2 separate regions of the Mus musculus genome follow, and region 1 is linked to region 2. Evidence: chromatin contacts called from public Hi-C data. All regions are on one chromosome and are shown on one strand. Each heading gives the region's core, a stretch centred on a gene start, on an enhancer-like site or on the middle of the called end of the contact. The rest is flanking DNA. Distances are from core to core; before and after follow the strand shown.

The links. A called contact is a pair of places that touch in the nucleus more often than the background predicts.
Region 1: a Hi-C map of neural progenitor cells shows a contact between it and region 2, with 2.4 times the contacts expected there. The contact joins two enhancer-like sites. A contact is called at or near these places in 1 of 484 Hi-C or Micro-C datasets (neural progenitor cells), 1 of 115 datasets of contacts at active chromatin or transcription factors (astrocytes) and 3 of 9 other capture datasets (embryonic stem cells, embryonic tail and embryonic trunk).

What each region holds. Positions count from the first base shown.
Region 1 is chr2:115,722,329-115,725,028 of GRCm38.p6, forward strand. The region is part of intron 10 of BC052040 (cDNA sequence BC052040); the gene reads left to right. Among named protein-coding and RNA genes, the nearest start is that of Gm52524, 53 kb to the right of the region's middle. Within about 2 kb of position 1,368, at least 37 of the 459 cell types and tissues checked have an H3K27ac peak or open chromatin away from gene starts, as enhancers often do. A contact at or near this core is called in neural progenitor cells, where this site is marked.
Region 2 is chr2:114,620,921-114,623,620 of GRCm38.p6, forward strand. The region is part of intron 3 of Dph6 (diphthamine biosynthesis 6); the gene reads right to left. Among named protein-coding and RNA genes, the nearest start is that of Dph6, 33 kb to the right of the region's middle. Within about 2 kb of position 1,366, at least 31 of the 459 cell types and tissues checked have an H3K27ac peak or open chromatin away from gene starts, as enhancers often do. A contact at or near this core is called in neural progenitor cells, where this site is marked.

The sequences.
Region 1 (2,700 bases), core at 118-2,617, 1.1 Mb after region 2:
GTTAGATGGTCTGTACACAAAGCCTGTTGCTGTTTCTCTGAGTCATAAAATCCTGAGATGATGGAGACATCAACAGGAGCCCCATCTTTGCACCAAGGCAGTCCTTGGGGGAGCCCCTTTCCAACCTCTCCTGTCCCTTTACTTCCTCCTATAATGTTAGAAAAGTTAATTAACAACTAAATCAGAATGTATTCCTCTTTACATAAGATTTACTTGCATTTACATGGCTGAGATCCTATCACCCCTCAACATAGGCTGTCAACTTTTTATGTATACAAAATAACCCTGCCAGTTACACTACAGTGGAGTCTCCCATAACCTTAAAACTTCCCCTTAACCCAAAATGCACCTTGTTTTCTGTATTGAAAGGTAGAGTCTGGGAGCCTGCTCTGTCCCCTTCTGTTGAGTCTCTCTCCCACAAACTACCTGGAAAAGGACATGGTCCATTTTGAAGTGATTTTGAACTTGCTGAGTATCCGTGGCTAGTGGGAAACATAAATTAAAGCTCACATTTCAGGAACAGGTAGAAAGGGAGCGAGGGAACTCTCTGTTTCCTGGGCTGCTGCGAGGTGATAGCTGTTAAAAAGCTGTCTGCTAAGGCATCCCAAGCTAATGCAAATTAGCAGTTGTTTTCTTTCAGAACTGTATGACTGAATAAACATTTACCATTTGTTTCCTTTCTACTCATCTCTTAAAACAGTTGCTACAGGTCTTAATAGTAAGACTCGAAACATATAATGTATTAGCCTTGGCACATCAAAATATTGTTCATCTTCCAAACTTGAGATATTCCAGTTTGGCTTCTCACTGAGTTTATAATGTTTGAGTGTATGTATCTAAAAACGCATCTTACTAATCTCCTGGAATTGGTTTTTTTTTTTTTTAAGTGCCTGTAACTTGTCACTATTCCCAGCTTCAACATGGCCTGTCACTTGTGAGATTGACTGGCATTGTGCTGGACCTCAGTCTTAGAGAACCCCCAATATGAAATCTGAACCACAGATACCTATTTTGGAAGAGAGGCCTGTGATATTTGTGCAAATTAATAATGAGGTTAAAATGGAGTTGAGTTAAAATGAGACAGCTGTGCTCCTTGCTTTTTATGCAAGCCTTTTCTCATGCCTTACAGGGCCACCTTTTCTCATGGTACCAGTGTGGCAACGGCCAGGGGTAAGGAATTCCACCAAGTGAACAACAAACAGTATCTAGTAAATTCTTGTTCCGAGCTCTCCTGAAAGGTTTATTCCAATGCAGTCGTTAACATTCCTGGAGCCTGTGTCTGCCAAGTGCTTGCACTCAGTTCACAGGCTTCCAATTTAGCATGACAAAGTTGCTCCCATTTGCAAATGGGAAACCTGGAGCCCCAAATGGAGCCTCACAGTGAACTGCGCCCGGGGATGAGATCCTAGAGATACAGTATAAAGGATTATCTAGGATCATGTGGATGGTTCGCGGTCGCTTTGTCTGCCTGCTGGGTTAGATCATTCTTGGCAAGTTGGGTGAATTAGTATCCTATTCCTGAGAGCCATTTCATTACCTAGTTTGGAACTCTTCCACGCCCTGAAAAACGTCCATTGAAACTTTTATCAATGGTATTTGCATAGACAAAATAGAATCAAACTATTGACATCTTCTTTTAAAAAAAGAAAAGAAAAGAAAGAGAGAAAGAAAGAAAGAAAATGTATGTGAATAGTTTGTCACTAAAGACAATTTATCCAAAGGCACCTGTCTCCTCTAAGGACTCTGCCTAAAAGGGTTTTTTGGAGGAGCTTGGTGAATTTTTTTGTCTTTAAAATAAAGTAGTTTTTTGAGGTAAGAGAGAAGCTTAGTTTTTGAAATGGCACAATGAATAACAAAGGTCTCTTTTCACCTCCAAAAAAGCGGGGACTATAAAGGACATTTGTTAGCCTCTTGAGGAAGAATTATGCTGTTAATCTGAAAGTCTAGATATAAGAAGGTTTGCAGGACAAGCAGAGCAGGTAAGGTAGAGAGACCCTGGCTCTAAAAGCAGCCTGTTTCACGTGGATGGTCACATCCGAGCTCCAATTCAAAGTCCAGTGGTTTCCTAGTGAGCAGGACAGCTGGCCAGTAAAGGTCAAGGCGTCTGACATTGAACGACCCATCCATGCCCATATCCTCTCATCCGGCCCCACTAGCTTGTCAATCAATATCTGTCACTTATTTGGAAGCTGCAGGTTCCCCCTTCACCCACCATGGCCTTAGGTGGATGTGGTTCGTGTTGGGGATGAGAAGAGTCTTCAAACAGTAAAATGAGGAACAAACAGATTGGTTCTGAGCCAGCGAGAGCAGTGAGACAGGTGGACAAGGTTTTCTGGGGCCACTCCCTTGCTGTCCACTGTGGAGTTTTCCTAAAGACTCCTTCAGAAGGCAAATACTAAGTTACTAGTCTCCTTTTAAAGAAATAGAAGGATAAAAGCCAGGTGTTGGAAACAAGGAGAGTTACAGAGTCCACAACTCCACAGTTCTCATGCATGTGTATCGTTCTCATGAGTCGATGTTCAAGCACTCCAGCCTGAATCCACAGTCCTCAGGATATTTGAAAAGGCTATACAGAGAAGCCGCTATGTGATGGCGTTTAAGGGACAGAGAAGCAGAGCGAAGGCTTAGGAGCGGGAGTGCAGTAGTCACAGTTACAGCACCTGAAGCCAGGATGGGATATTCTCTCCTAATTAGTGCTGA
Region 2 (2,700 bases), core at 116-2,615:
TATCCTTTAACTGACTGTCTTTTAAGTGCCTGGTACAATATTACCTGGCAGAAATTGAAAGACTTATAGAAAACAGAAAGTGTATTAGCCATCCAAAGGCACAAAGGAGAGGACCTGTGCTTTCTAACTCAGTTCTTTCAAGGAAGAGGCCCTAGGCACTCCCTCAAGCAGACACTTTAAGCAGACAAAACACTTTCATCTACTTTACCTATTGTATTGTTCCTGGTTAGTGGTAAACAAATGTTTATTGAGGGGAAGGTATCCTTGGGATTACTCCCAAAGTTTATCATCAGCATTTGCATACTGCTAAGTATGTGAACAGCTACTAAGATTTAGTTGATAAAGATGCTAGTCTAAGATGTTTGAAAATGGCATTTGTAGGGAGTTGAAAGTCAATGCACATGTAATTTTGCCACTCCACATTTTCAAGGAATTCTGTGCCAAGTTTCAGATTCACATAAGTCACCAGAAGTTTCAAGAGAGGGGTGTTAAAACAGTGCGCATTAAGTGTGCTCTAGATTTCATACTGAAATGTCTTCCTATTAAACAAAGTAATTTACTTTTGCTCTATGAAATTTGAAAATTACAATTTGAAAAATTGAAAGTGCCTGCACAACCTATACACAGTATCTCTAATCCTTTACAAAACTCTCAAAGGATAAGCTAGTCCCATTTTACAGATTTAAAAAAAAAATCAAAAAACAAGGGGAAAAAAACAAATCAGGTTCAGATATTTGGAATTCTGTTTAACATGCTGTTTAGTGAAAATTACAGAATATAGGATGTAGGTTGATTGGCTATTTATTAAAGAACCTTTAGAAGTATAATAAATTCAAGCTGAAATATTTATCTTCTAAAAATGTTAAACATGATCTCTGCTTTTATAATCAATTATAAAATTCACATATTTAGTTCTGTTTCACAATGATAGACTTGGCTATCCACTCAGACAAGTACAATCAAATACCAAATACTTAACCAAAGGGAGAACGGGAAATCTACAATTTAAATCAATGCTAATGAATGAAAAATACTTTAGTCATTATGTAACTGCCTCGGTTTGAATTTAAATAATCTCATGTATAAAGCTTTGGTTATCCAATTCCAGAACAAGTAAAAGTTAAGTTCTAGGCAGCCCACTAAGATTCTAATTAAGAAGCAAGTACAAAGAATTAAATTTTTTTAAATACTCTTATTGGAGTTCAACCTCAAAAAAGGTATTTCACGAAGAGGCCGTACAGCTTGTAAGATTCCTTCTATCTCAAATTACTCTGATTAATGTCTGATAAAACTGGGTTAGCAACAAGAGGTAGCCCATAATTCTACATGAAAACTCAGAATGGTCTTTTGTTCCCTTTGTCTAATGTTAAGCCAATAGTGAAAAACAAGAATGTCTGCTTAGGAAAAAGGGACCTCTTGGTTGTTGTAGGTTTCTTTGTTGTTGTTGTTGGTTGTGGTGGTGGGTTTTTTTTTGGGGGGGGGGGGTTAAATTTAAATATCTTGCTCTTTACCTGACACTGCAAATTCATCCACATCTCTCTCTGAGCCTAAAAGACTACAGAGGGCACTGTTGCACCAGCTTTGACGCTTTACAATAGAAGCCTTAAGAAAAAAACATTCTATAATTTCTCTAAAGGGTCAAACGGAATGGAAATCTACTAAGCTTAATATAAAGGGAAAAAACCAAAAGTATATTTTTTTCTAAGAGACTGGACTTCAATAAGGGGAAAAACTTAACAAAAACAAGTGTCAGGCTGAGAACAGAGCAGGCTCCTTTCATTTCCCTTTGTAGTGCTTTCCCAAGAAAGGGAACTAATCATAGCGCCTCCTTATCCACTGCAAACAGCACCCACTGCAGAGCCCTCCTCACAGTCAATACCAAAAGGAGTGTGGCACCTCCTGCAATCCTTCCATAATTCTATCAGGAAAAGAATGCAGCCTGTTTGCATACTTTTGTCTAAAAGGCCAATTGCATTTGTCCCCTCTTTGGGTAAAATGACAGCTACAGATCAATCATTCTCACGTGAAAGTAAACACTGGGAAAAAAGCAAAAACTGAGAACTGAAATCCTTACCTTTTAAAACATTTTATTACACAGGAATATACAAATACAGAACATAATTTTAAAACACAAGTTTTTCTCAAAAACATCTACTGGACAACAGTGCCAGTGTTACCCACAGTACTTACAAACCTAGGAAATAAAAATTCACATCATTTCTGTCACAATTTTTTGGCACTAAATTCAATTATAAGCAGTACCAATTGTTTTATACCTATGCTTTCAATATATACAATAAACCTAGTATACATGATATAAAGCTTCATATTATATCACCATTTAAATTTTTTTATACTTCCTTATTTAGCCAGATTTAATTTTTTGATACCACCAATAACATAAAAAATATTTCATTTGGATAATTAAAAACTAGTATCTCGAATTATTCACTAGTTATGAGAATGGTAATGTCATGCCCCAAGAAACTAGAGATAATATGCAAAAGGAGACAAGAAGATAATCCTTTAATACACACCAAACACATCACCAGCACACCATGGTCCATACATCACCATGTACACAGGTACTATCATAAAGCTTGGACCTCTACTATAAAATCCAAATTTCCCTAGAAAAGCCACTCACTACATAACACACCTCTGTTACTCTCCAATGTCCAGGGAGATTAACACCTTCTC